2 separate regions of the Triticum aestivum genome follow, and region 2 is linked to region 1. Evidence: chromatin contacts called from public Hi-C data. All regions are on one chromosome and are shown on one strand. Each heading gives the region's core, a stretch centred on a gene start, on an enhancer-like site or on the middle of the called end of the contact. The rest is flanking DNA. Distances are from core to core; before and after follow the strand shown. Region 1 holds the start of LOC123190979 (protein DJ-1 homolog D). Region 2 holds the start of LOC123190983 (probable adenylate kinase 6, chloroplastic).

What was found. A called contact is a pair of places that touch in the nucleus more often than the background predicts.
Region 2: a contact with region 1 is called in a Hi-C map of leaf, with 4 times the contacts expected there. The contact joins the promoter of LOC123190983 here to the promoter of LOC123190979 in region 1. A contact is called at or near these places in 3 of 5 Hi-C or Micro-C datasets (all in leaf) and 1 of 1 datasets of contacts at active chromatin or transcription factors (leaf).

Annotation. Positions count from the first base shown.
Region 1 is chr2A:759,901,493-759,908,126 of IWGSC CS RefSeq v2.1, reverse strand. It overlaps LOC123190979 (protein DJ-1 homolog D), which reads right to left and starts at 3,001. Exons shown (of 6, transcript XM_044603713.1): 1 at 2,763-3,001; 2 at 2,513-2,629. The coding sequence starts at 2,816. It overlaps LOC123190978 (zinc finger CCCH domain-containing protein 32), which reads right to left. Exons shown (of 3, transcript XM_044603712.1): 2 at 6,321-6,431; 3 at 3,863-6,074. The coding sequence ends at 4,197.
Region 2 is chr2A:760,089,085-760,095,718 of IWGSC CS RefSeq v2.1, reverse strand. LOC123190983 (probable adenylate kinase 6, chloroplastic) reads right to left here and starts at 3,339. Exons shown (of 4, transcript XM_044603717.1): 1 at 2,894-3,339; 2 at 1,727-1,867; 3 at 1,230-1,502; 4 at 46-524. The coding sequence starts at 3,193. The coding sequence ends at 378. It overlaps LOC123190982 (polyamine oxidase 4), which reads right to left. Exons shown (of 8, transcript XM_044603716.1): 7 at 6,397-6,634; 8 at 5,713-6,313. The coding sequence ends at 5,993.

The DNA.
Region 1 (6,634 bases), core at 1,752-4,251:
ATCATATATACAGAAGATAAAATTAGTGCAGACTTTTAGGGCAGTACTATGTCACAAAGATTTGAGGTACCATCACACTCATAAAAAGAACCACCAACATGGCTGCTTTCTTAAAACCGACCATTCCACACAGATTAGATGATATTCCTTGCCAATTCAAGAGTATGCTAGCAGAACAGCAAGAAAAATTTATGTGACAACACAGGGACCCCTATGACCAAGTATTTACACAGGAGCAATACCTTTTGGCGAAAACAGGGCTAATAGCACAACAATGTGGGAAAAGAAGAACGGAAACAGATAAACAGTTCAACAGATATTCAACAGCTGGAATTGTTCAAGATGTACTGATGAGTAGAAAGTACTACAATTCAGTTGTGACCACGGTAGGTGAAGTACAAAATCATCTGTGTATTTCTTCATTACGTATCCTTTTATGTCAGACATGTACACACTAACACTGATTCAGTGCATAATTAAGACTCAAGTGTATGTAAGAGAGGTAGAACTGTAGGAAGAATTAGTATGATAGTACAATACACGGACCACTAAGATCAAGGTGTACTGATGAGTAGAAAGTGCTAAATTTTAATTGTGAGCACGGAAGATGACATGTGAAATCACCTGTTTAGTTATTCATTATATAAATGTGTACACACCAACACTTAAACATTCAGTGCTTATTTAAGACTCAAGTATATATAAGAGAAGTGGAACTGTAGGAAGAAATATGTTACTCCCTCCGTCCCGAATTACTTGACGCAGAAATGGATGTATCTACACGTATTTTTAGTTGAGACCAAGTATTTAGACAGGAGCAATACCGTCCAGAGAAAATTAGGGTAAAGTTATGACCTTTTGAGTCAGAATTTGTCTGCGTGGTGTATCCACAAGACAAAATTAGTGTAGGGCTTTTAGAGCAGAATTATATCAGAAACAGTTAGCATACCATCACACTGATAAAAAGAACCGCCAGCATGGCTGGTTTTTACAACTGAGCATTTGAGACAAATTAAAAGTTCCGTGTATATGCAATACAGAGACCCCTAAGATCAAGTATTTACACAGGACCAACACTGAGAAAATAGACACAACAATGTGGAAAATGGAAAAATCAGATAAGGAGTTACAAAGATAAACCAAGCTATATATTTTTTAGATTGTTCAAGACGTATTAGTGAGTAAAATATACAGCATTTAAGGCCTCCTTTGATTCACAGGATTTTCCTAGGAATTTTGCAGGATTGACATCCTCTGGAATTTTCCCTTTACATGTTGTTTGATTCACAGGATTACATTCCTCAGGAACCAATCCTATAGGAACTTCCTAGTTCATTTTCACAGGAAAACAAGCATGAGGTTGGACTTCATGAAAAAAATCCTCTGTTTTGCTACCCGACGTAGTATTTCAGTGGACAGTACATCATATTCCTGTACATTTTCTATTCCTACGCTTTCCAAACCCTGTGAATCAAAGGAGCCTAAATTGTGAGCACAGTGGTGGAATGTGAAACCATATGTGTAGTTCATTAGATAAATCCCTCCTTTCATATCAAGCATGTACAGACCAATATTTAAAATTCGCCTAAACAAAAAAGATCCAATGACCAACTTTAGTTTTAAGCATTAATCAGGGGGAATGCATAATTAGAAAATCCAAGCAGAATTTCGAGTAAAAGAAAATTATGATAGCCTCAACAAGTACTGAACGAAAAGAAAATTATGACAGCACGTGTCAAGAACGCTCTTATATTATGGGACGGAGGGAGTATTTGATAGACTTGTTACTTGAACACTAACCAATCATGCTTGCATATTAAAAAATGCACAAACTACCAACTCCGAACAGCTGCTTCCATTCATCTAGTCCATAATATGAAGGTGTAATTGTTGGTTCAGTATACCTACAGCATACATACGCCCTCATTTCAGTACATCTACTACACAACTGCATGTAAGTGCCATTACCCTACTCCCTCAATGTTGCATTGTACTGTACTGTATGAGCTGTACGATTTTGTTTTAGACATATTGACTTAATTATGAGACCGAGACTGTAAAACCCTGAACAAATTTGTACGACCATCCAATTACATAGCATTAAATGCCGAGGGGATGCTCAAATTTGTACAGCCATCCAGTGGATGTGAACATGGCATCTGGATAAGCTGGGAATGTTTTGTAGAGTAATGAATTATGCGCTGTTACACCATTTCATCTGTTCAAACGATGATGGCTTCCTACAGACAGTTACCACAGGGGTTTCCCCCTTACAGAACACAGGCTGACTTAGAGAATTTCGTCTTAGAGATTAGTCAGGTCGTGTGCACTTTACAAACAAAAGGAATTCGTGTTGCATAAGAATGCATCTCCCAAACTAACTGGCCGTGTTAAATGATTAAATATGTCCTGCTCTTCTCACTACTCCAACCCGGCCAAACCCTATCCACTGGAACATACAGTACCAACTACACAGAAACAGCAGACGGGGGAAACTGATCCGAGGACGCACCTGGTGGCCGATGGGCTTGTGGACGGCGGTGGGGCAGGCGTCGCCGGCCTTCTTGCCGGGGCAGACGGCGTCGACGGACACCCCGTACGCCTGCAGCGCCTGGAACGGGACCATGGCCTGATCCACCCATCCATCGACCCAAGAAAGAAACCAGTTAACAAGCCGGAATCAGGACGCAGGAAACGAAGTAGTGGTAGAAGGGGAATCGATTTGATCTGTGCACAGAAGGGGAGGAGGATAAGATGGAGACCTCGTAGTCCTCCATGTAGTCTCCGCAGAGCAGGAGCACCCTCTTGGCGGCCATGGCGGCTGACACTCCCCAACGCGCACGCGAGACGCTCCGGATTTCGCCGAGTTCCCTCCAACCAAAGCCTGGACTGGACTGTCGACTCTGGAAGCCTCTCCTCTCCTCGGGACGGGACGGGGCGAGCGGCCGGCGCTATATGCCACGGGAGAGTCATCCAGAAGAGCCTCCGTTCCATCATAAAAATTGTTTTTTTTTCTTAACTTAAAAAAGAAACAAATTTTGCTTTTTTATGCATTTTCCTTTTTTAGAGAAAATGCATTAGTATCCTCTCTCTGAAACTATAAAGGGTATTTTGATCCAACGTCTGCACATTTTCACTATCCTGAAACTATCTCATCTTACCACCATTTGACATTCGAACAGATGGTATCTTAACACTATCCAAGATAACTAATTCGGGACAGAGGTAGTATATTATACTGCTAGTACATGCTTAACGTGCGAGCACATGATCAGCAAGATCTGCCAGGGCAGCAGCATGTGAGCTCTTGAGATTGCCCTAATACACTAACAATCTCGTGGCAAGCAAGATCGGATTATATCAAATTATTTGTGTACTGTCATATCTTCCAAGTTGCTGGTTTGCCCATGGCCAGTGCAAAAATAGCCAAAACTCTTGATTCCATCACCTACATTATACTCAACTTGTGTCCCGATTGGATCATTTGGCATCGCACAAGATCAGGAATTATACTCAGTTGACTTCCAACTGCAGACAGATAGTCATGGATAGATAAACTAGTACTACAACCAACAGCACCACTGATCCCCACCCAGATCCAGATCCAGTTATAAGCTCAAAGAATGAAGAGCAGGTACTTATTCAGATAGATGTGCTCGTCACAGAAACATGATCAGCAGGTACTCCCACACTGTCACAAATAAACTCATGAAGCAAAATGATTTCGCAATCAAATATATCCACACATGCATCCAGGCAAATGGAGCTTAGAGAATCAAAGCTTTTTTCTTCTGTGAAGGAAAGGAAAGGATGCCCTCCAAGTTGGAGGGGGGTGTTATATTATCCATCTCAGGCACAAAAATATCAATGGGGTATCATCATGTTAGTAATCAAACCAATACAATACAGAGTTCCAGGATACGCTCAACAAAGTGCAGCAGCTGTTTTTACACGTAAAGATTACTTTCTCGTTTATCCAATAATCATCTACCTCGCTCAATGCCTGACCTATATTTATAATATCAGTTATCGCTCATAAGCCCCGGGAAAGACCAGGCCTTTTTGGCGCTATCAACTTGAAACACAAACATGGAGCGCCACAAGAATTCATCCAAGAGGATCAATCAATCACTAGAGGGGAAATCAAGCATTTCAGCCTGGCCTGAAGAAGCGCCAAGAAAATCAAAGCCAGAAGCTCAAGAGAAGACGACCCCGACTTTCCGGGCAAAATCATCGTCGTCCTCAAACTCTTCCTCGTCGTCTTGATATGCATTCTCATCTTCGGATTTGTACTCATAGCCTTCGGTCGCCTCATACTCCGACTCCCCCTGCCTCTGCTCATAGTTATCAGCCTCTTGATTTTCCACTTCAATCATATCTTCAGCCTCAGCTTTGTCACCGTGCGACGAAGATGCAGGGACCTGGCCTTCCTCTTTATATTCTTCATCACCTGATCTACTCTTGCATTCTTCAGAACTGATAGTGTTGTCATAGCCCTCCTTCTCAGCTTCAACCAGAGATTCAGCCTGCCTGTGAGAGACCGCAGCAGATTTATCTTCTTTGACATTGTGGGCAGATGAGCCATTGCCATTGCCGCATGCAGCCTGTCGTTTCCTCTGTAAGATGACGCTGAGAGGCGTTGGGCCTTCAAAATCAAGAGATGCTTCAGATTGAACACTTCCATTCGCCTTCCGAGACTCCGGACCAAAGTCTTTCCGGCTGGCGAAGTTGAGTGAATCTGTTACATTCTGTCTCGAATGCTTGCCATCAGCAATCCTGGCACTTGAAGCACGTTCGCTTGATCTCTGCCTGATCCTCTCTTGATGATGCCCTGCCTCCCGATGCCTGCCACCCTGAATATCCATAGGCACAACCGGAGACAGCCTGTCCCGGAGTTGTCTTCTATCTCGCTCTCTCTCGGAGCGAGCATCTACTCTATCAGGTGATCTTCCAGGAAGCTTTATTCTGCCTTGCAGACGGGAGCTTAGGGTGCTCCCTCGAGGGCCCTGATGGCGATCTCTGTGTGTACGGTGACCATCATATGCCCTTTCCCTGTAGCGGTCATCCCTCCGACGCGACTCTCCACTGCGTTCTGGGCTGATGCCAGGAGACCCATTTATTTTTCTCCTGCGGAGCCGGTGACGTAAATCTGATCCATCTATCTCGACAGGACCAGTCTCTCTCTGCCGAGACCTCCTTTCTGAATAGGAAGGTCTGTCCAAGTTCCTCTCAGAAGATGTTCTACGACGTTTCCTGTCATAGCCATCATACATTTGTCCGATCGGTCCTTGCTCACCCATTCCGTTGAATAGCTCTCTTTCATGATGAGGCTGGATTTCAAAATCAGCCGGAGCATATTCATAATCTTCTACTGGATATATATCCCTTCCAAAATCGTCAGGGTCGTGCATATAAGCACCAGCATCTGCATCATTGGCCACAAGAACATCAAAACCAGGCGAAGACTCCCCCAATAAGTCATCAGCATCTCTACTGTCCTCGGGCATGTCATCCTGAGGAGGTGTATGGTAAGGTTGATTCCAATCTTGCATAGGATCAGTTTCCACAGGAAGATTGTTCTGATAGCACTCAGGATGATCCTCGCCTGAAGAGGTTCTGAAACTTTTATTCACTGCTGGCATGCTGTTTTGTACGCTCCCTGACTTGGGCAAAGATTTCACTGCACTGGAAGCTAGTTCAGCTGGTATAGCAGCTGCAGCTGTCCTGGCAAAATTCCCTGCAGCCCTATTAACTGACTTGGACCTGTCGTCACTTATTGGGCCACCTTGCTGAATTAGATGATTTGTCTGAGCAAACTCCTTGACACCCAAAAATTCATTCTTTTGGGTCTGAGGCTGCTCCAAAGGAAAGGAAGAAACCTTCGCCACCTGTTCTGGTGGATTATTGCCAGCGGGCTGCGGTCCATGGGAAAAGGGGCATTTATCTCCTTTGATGCAGTTCCCTTTCTGAAAGTAATAGCATGGGACCATCTGCTTGCCCGAGTTATAAGCAGCATAGTGTGAAGACACTGCAGGTATTCCAGGAGTTGAAGCACCAAACATACCATCAATTGGCTGGTCAAAAGTAGAGAAAACAGAATTAGACTTCAGATAACAATTTCAACTGATAAACTGATAAAATGTCAAAACGAATTAAGACCATGACTTGAATCACTACAGGGGTTTGTATAATCATGCCTTGTTAGTTACTGTTAACAGAATATAAATATGATAATTATTGATGCCAGTTGCTCACAGATATTACAAGAGGTTTTATGGTGAATAATAATCAGCAGGGAAAATAAAGGAAAGGAGTATTACCGGATGGCGAAATGAACATTTTGGATTCAAGCAATTGCCATTTAACCAGTAGTAACAGTCTCTAGGGTTCATCCGGGCACCCTCACTGTGACGAAAATCACATTGGTTCCCCTGAAAGAAAGAACAAAGCAAGGTCAGCGAAAATGATTCTCACTGGTAACTAATAACCAAACTCTGGCAGTAAGAAATCATGGTCTGTAATGCATACTGTAGCATGATCTGAATAATGTTCTACAAAGAGATGGACTTAACAATATATAAAGTATACAAACTGAAGCACAGAAATTTAACAGGTAAAATCTAATAGCAAAGTA
Region 2 (6,634 bases), core at 2,090-4,589, 190 kb before region 1:
AAAAGGTAACCAAAAAGTTCAACAATTGCGTCTCAATCTCAGCCATATCACAAAAACCATCTGCTTGCATAATGTTTTCAGAAGAATGTTTGCAGCATGCTTGTTTTAACAACCTTTATCAGCGGACTTCAACCGCCAACCGTAGGTTATTTATCATCTGCCCTTTGAGACATAAGAGGCTATACCTTTAAGAATACAACTAGCACACCCCATCGAACTTGAGCGATCGATGATCAATCAGCTATACAAATCTTGAGTGCCAGATCAAATAATGGCCCTGAATGAACTACTCTCTAGAGATGCCAGTAATGCTTATCGGGTAACTATGTTTGACATAGGCTACAAATACATAATACGCATTTCTGACACTCACAAAATTATGCTGCTGCAGATCTATTGTTATCAGGATCTTCTTCTATATTCAAAGCTTGGAGCAGCTTCGGCCATGATTCGGGGATTCCTCCTGGTAAATCGAACTCCAAGAGTTTCCCCCGTGCTCTGTAGAAATCCTCCACTGGTTCACACTGCAAAGATGACGGCTTGCTTAAAAAGGATAACACGCATAACATGGTCATACACTGAGAACAGAGCTATGATCAAATGTATAGAGGAAATATTCCTAGCCTATACCAGTGAGGGGGAATATTACCATAGGAGTTGCATCATATAATTTCAAGTTTGGAAGATGAAATGTGCTCATTGCTGAATTTGGAACAACAAATACACATAAATTCCAGAGCCAATTGGCTAAACAGTAGTAAATAATTATCATAAAAAACCTCAGAAAATAACAAAGTTCAATATGTCTCAACATGTCTCGGTATTTCATACATGCAAGTTTAAGGTCATGTTGAAATATAAACGACCTAGCATCCCTTTTCTATACTGCTAAATTCACTACTGATCTCGTACCTAAACAAACATAGCTTCATACGCCCTACTAGTGCAAGTTGATCGTCATGATCTCATAAATTTTACTCCCTCCGTTCCTAAATATTTGTGTTTTAGAGATTTCAACAAGTGACTACATACGGAGCAAAATGAGTGAATCTACACTCTAAAATATGTCTATATACATCCATATGTGGTAGTCCATTTGAAATCTCATTTTGCTCCGTATGTGGTCACTTGTTGAAATATCTAAAAAGACAAATATTTAGGAACGGAGGGAGTAAATAACAACACAAATAAAACTCAAAAAATGAAATTTAAGGTTCACTGCTACGTACCAAATCATGGTAAACACGCAATCGCTCCTTTACCACCTCTTCAGTATCATCTGCTCTGGTAATTAACTTCGATTCGCACTGTGGAGGAGGTAGTAGTGGAGGCATATACATTCGAGGCCCACCATTCTCACCCTCAATGTCAATGGAGGCCACATTGAAGTTTCCTCCACACTGGCTGCACTTCCTTCTACCAACGCATTTTGCAAGCAGAGCCTCTTCTCGAAGTTTGAGATTGATCACCAAATCAATATCTGTGACTCCCTCCAGTATTTCCTAACAAACCACACTATACAATTTAGTTTGGGAACTGTCACGCGATATGAGCGGATAAGTTCTTTTTTATCAACAAAAAACTGCAGATAAGTTTGAAGACTCAGATGATCTCAACCATAGACATGAACTATGGTACATCAAAACTATTACTAGAATGAAGTTCCACATTTGTTGCAATTATATATGCCTTGCATAATTACAACCAGGTCAAATAACTAGCTCACCGCTTGTCTTATAGTTCTTGGAAAACCATCAAGTATGAACCCTAATTCACCCTTGTCTCCTCCCTCCTCGAGGCGCTTTGACAGCAGATTTATGATGATCTCATCAGACACCAGTTTTCCATGATTCACAATCTCCGAAAGCTGGAAACAAAGCAGACATAAGACAATCAACAAAGTGGAAGTGGTAAAACAGAGTTGAACTAGTTGGTGTTATGCTGATTTGGCTTCCCTTACTAGAATCAAGTTCCATATTGTTAACTAGAATCAAAATTAACATTGTTATTCTGAAACTGTACACAACCTACAGGTTAGTCTTATTTATTTGGGCCTTATCATCAATCATTCATTCATGCCTCTGCTGCTGGAAGTGTAGCAGCACAGAACTAAACAGTCATAAAAGGGTTCAATCAAACAATCTATCCTAAGCTGCAACCATCGACCGAGCAAGTTGCACATCCTTGCACTCAGGTTTCATAACCAGCCCTAATGGATTGTCTTACAGACTTCACAATCGTGTGAGGGTTTTCAGACTGAGTTAACAGTAGTAATATCTGTTTCAAAAACTTGTTCTATAAGCTTCTTGTGAGGGTTTTCAGACTGAATTAACCGTAGTACTATCTGTTTCAAGAACTTGTTCTATAAGGTAACAAATTCCAGCTTGTTTGCAACGAACCGACCGCACGGAAAACAGTTTGTCAGTATATATCATCAGTCTGCTGCAGGTGTGCCGACTGCTGAAGTGTTGAGCATGTGCTTAATAGCATGGTGCAGCTGCTGTGTTTCGTAGTGACCAATTGGATGTTCTCCATCGGGAGTTTTGCACCCCAAACAAACTGCTGGCGTCGTCTAACTGGATGTGATGCATCATGTGCCTACGGATTGCATCACCAAAAAATAATGGCGGCAAGCTGGGTTGCGACGATGATACAGGATTTGCGCTGCCATGTGGTCGGATTTGTGGACTCTCATACAAATTAAAGCCCTCTTTCTGCACTAAGAGCGGTCATGATTGTTGCTGATTTGGTAGCTGATGCAGGGGAACACTTGCAGGTAAAACTATCCTTAGGCTCCCTTTCGTCAACATCAGAGGGGATCTCTACTCTCTAGCTATCAATTCTTGTACGAAAATCACCACGCAGGATTGAGCGCGAGGAACTGGAATACTACCTGCTTGGCGAGCGGGCCTGAGGAGGCGAGCTCGTCGCGGACGAGGTCGCCGGTGGCGATGTGGGGCACGCCGAGCAGCCGCGAGAGGCGGCCAGCGTAGGTGCCCTTGCCGACCCCGGGGCAGCCGAGGAACACCCACTGCACCCGCGCCCCGTCCTCCACGGGCCCCGGGCCGCCGCGCCCGCGCCCGGCCGCGGGCGGCGCCCCCTTGGCCGCCCCCATCGCCTCCACGGACGCCAGGCCCCTCCTCGACGCCCCGGCCGCGCACGCCCGGATCGCGCGGGACATCGCGGACGACATCTCGCCGGCCCCTGGTGGAGACGAACGAGCCGGAGATATTTTCCGTCGGTCGCCCTTTTTCCTCGCCCTGCTGCTGCTGCTGCCTCGCGTTCGAGTCGAGTCGGAGACGACGACGGGGGCGCCTAACACGTGGCGGGCCCCGCGCCGATCCGAGCGGCGGTGGGCGAAATAGGAAAGAAATTTCTCCCGGGAATATCTCGGTAGGTTCCGCGCGGCACGTAGGACGGTCTGTGGCGCCGGACGCGTCGCCGTCGGCCTCGATACGCCGGAGCGGCGACGTCACCGCGCGCATGCTGGCGTGCACTTCTCTTCCACCCGTCCGTCCGTCCGTCCGTCGCAAGCTGCAGTCGCGGTCGGAGAATCCTTCTCGTGCCCGCTTCTGCTTGAGCATTCTCCATCGCGGCTGAAGGTGCCCAAGAGCCAAGAGGGATGTGGCCGTCTTGCGGCGGATCACTGGGAGCTCGCCGATGAGCGCAAATCCACCCCATGGAAGGGTGGCGACACAAGGCCCTATGAATGAGGGCAACGAGCAGTGACCCTGCAGAGCTCCTCTGGAGCGATGGTCATGGGCACGTAGGAGATGCCAGCGTCTAGCGGGGTTGGCAGCGTTGTGCTCCGGTCGGGAGGTATGTCGCTGATCCGGAGGTTGTGCGTTGTTGATCTAGTGTTGGCACGCGGGCGATGTTGATCTACGTCTCGTGCTCCATTTTCGGTCATGTCGGGCCCTGCGCCGACAGGCATGGACAGAGCTCTCTCTGACGAGGTGGTAGTCGGCAATGGTGCGCTCCGCCGTCAGTGATGGTCATTGTGGCAACCGCTCTAGCCTACTGCGATGGCCTCGCTACAGACTATTGTGGCCATCCAAAGATCTTTCTGAGGGTTTCTTTCTCCAAATCTAGTGGTTGACTTTGGCAGTGAAATGCAAACTATGGACGACAAGTTGATGCGGAGAGATGGTTGTGCAGCGGCAGCGTTCGCATCGCATGTGTGACTTCAATGGTGGTGCTACTCGAGCTCTGAGGTGAAAGCATAGGTCTGACCTGAGTTGGTTCTACCTGCCAATGGCAATGTTTTCATGTCATTATCTTGTTGAAAGCATTGCTCAGATATGCTTGGACCGGATCTTTAAGGTGAAAACTTGATTCTGACCTTTGGTGGTTGGATCCGGCGGCGACGACGTTTAAGCGTCGGTCCCTTTCTGAAGGCATTGATATTGAAGAATCGCGTCGTCCATGCGGTGTCATCAGATTGTTGTGTGAATATGGTCATTGTTGCAGTTTGTCGACCACATATTTAATCGCTTTGAAGTTTTTTTTCCTCGTCCATGCATAGTTTTGGTCGTATATGAATTTACTATTTGCCGGCGTGTTTTTCGTGTGCGTGCATTGGTGTTGGTTGTGTGCATTCAAGTTGTGCAGAGACCAGATTATGCTCTTTGTGTTTGTATTCTCTCGATGGTCCATCTTGAGCCAATAAAATTCACTCTTTGTCAAAAGGTACTCCTTTTGTCAGTTGTTGGACTGTTCGATTCAAGCATGGCAGAACGGAATTTGTTCTCAACCATTCTTATACATCTGGAAAATCAACAGAGTTCATTGGCCATCTCTTGAATGGATAAATAACTACAAAACTAATGATGGCTTCACACTGCAATTTGCAACTCATCGTGTTAGGTTGATATAATATGGATGAGTACCCTGTTTTTGTATTGTTCAATGTTTTATCGGGCATGGGGCATAGTTGGCATATAAACTACTTATTGTTTTATTGTACTCTTTAATTTGGTGCATGAACCATTTGGAATATGAAATTTATGTTGTATGGAACAATTGCTTAAAATAAGAACTGGCCTACAATATCTGAAAAAAAAACATAATGTTGCTTACATCATGATGCAAAACTCTAATTACAACCCTGTATAATTTAAAATACCATACACTACACTGGTACAGCTACATGTCCTCTCCTCGCATCTGCAATAGGTACTCAACTGGATTAAGTTGAAGTTGAGAATGAACATGTTTGTTTTGAATATAATTTTAAGAACAGTTGTTAGCTCATGGATATGGCCAAAGCAGAACTTGTGCTACCAAGGGCAACAAATTCCACTTCCAACGGATGCAATCTATCCGTTTGCTCTCTTCACCAATCAAAAGAAATCACAATATTAGAAATCTCAGTAACAATATCCACAAACTTTCCAGGACTCTTTTATAGAGATGCTCTTTGCAAGCCAGCTACAATCAGCTGGTAGCTACGATGATCTTTTGCAAAGGAGACACCCAAGAATGGCAACACTATCTCTTGTCTGCTCAAAATAACTATCAGCACCTGCTATGTCCAAAAACAGAGGATGCTGCTTTCTGAACATGCTAGGAAAGAGGAATATGACACGAAGATGAACAACGATGGCTAAAATGAATATGTACCAGTTGCAAATCAAAGTTATTCATGCCGACCAGAACCAGAAATGCGTGCCTGCTATTCATGTTGTAATGAAAGAACCACCACAAGATTCATTAATCCCCAAATATCAACTGTATTATATTTATTGATTGATGACGAGCATAACAATAGGTAACACTATAAATCTAGTGTCCAGAGTGCACAGCAGCTCGGGCATCCCTACAAGGTTTCTTGATTCCAAGCAACACGAGAAATAGAAAATGTCAAAAATAATCTGAATTCAATCTTGCGTTCTGCCGACTCGGACTGATCGACTGCACATTGATCGGCTTCTGTCAATCATCAAACCAATCGGGCATGGCAGAACGCAGCTGTATCGAAGAAGAATCATCTCTAGGTGCGGCAAATCTGGAGAGGGGCGACGACGTCGGCCATCTCCTCGCAGGCGGCGCCAGCGACCTGGACGAGGTCTGGAACGCCCTTACTCATCAGCAACCTCCTCCGGCATTCCTCTGCAGCTTCCATCCCAGATGAGTAGGCGCCGTGCACCGCACCAGAGTGCTCCGCGCTGGCCGCCTCTCCGGCGAAGTACAACACGCTCTCCACCGGCGCCGAGAACCTCTCGCACACGTCCGACGGCTTCCCCACCAGGTCGCACGAGTAGGACCCCAGCGAGTTCGGGTCTGACCCCCACCGCGACACCAGGTACTTGTTCTGCAAAATCCAACATCGATCATCAGTTCACAATCGCCATGGTCAGAATTCAGAAGTCACAGAGAGTGGTGACAAGAACATACGGGTTCAGTTGCGTCGGGTATCATCTTCCTCAGGTGACACATGACGAGTTCCACAGCCTCCTTGTCCGAGAGCTTCTCCACATCCTGGGCGAACCGACCGGCTGCCATGAAGACAAGCACTGGGTGGCCGGTGGCCTTGTGGAGGTTCAGGAAGTAGCCGCACGTCTTGGGCGTCGGGCCGACCATGCCCAGCACCTGCACATTCGGCCAGAAGGCTTTGTCGAAGTGCATGGCAACC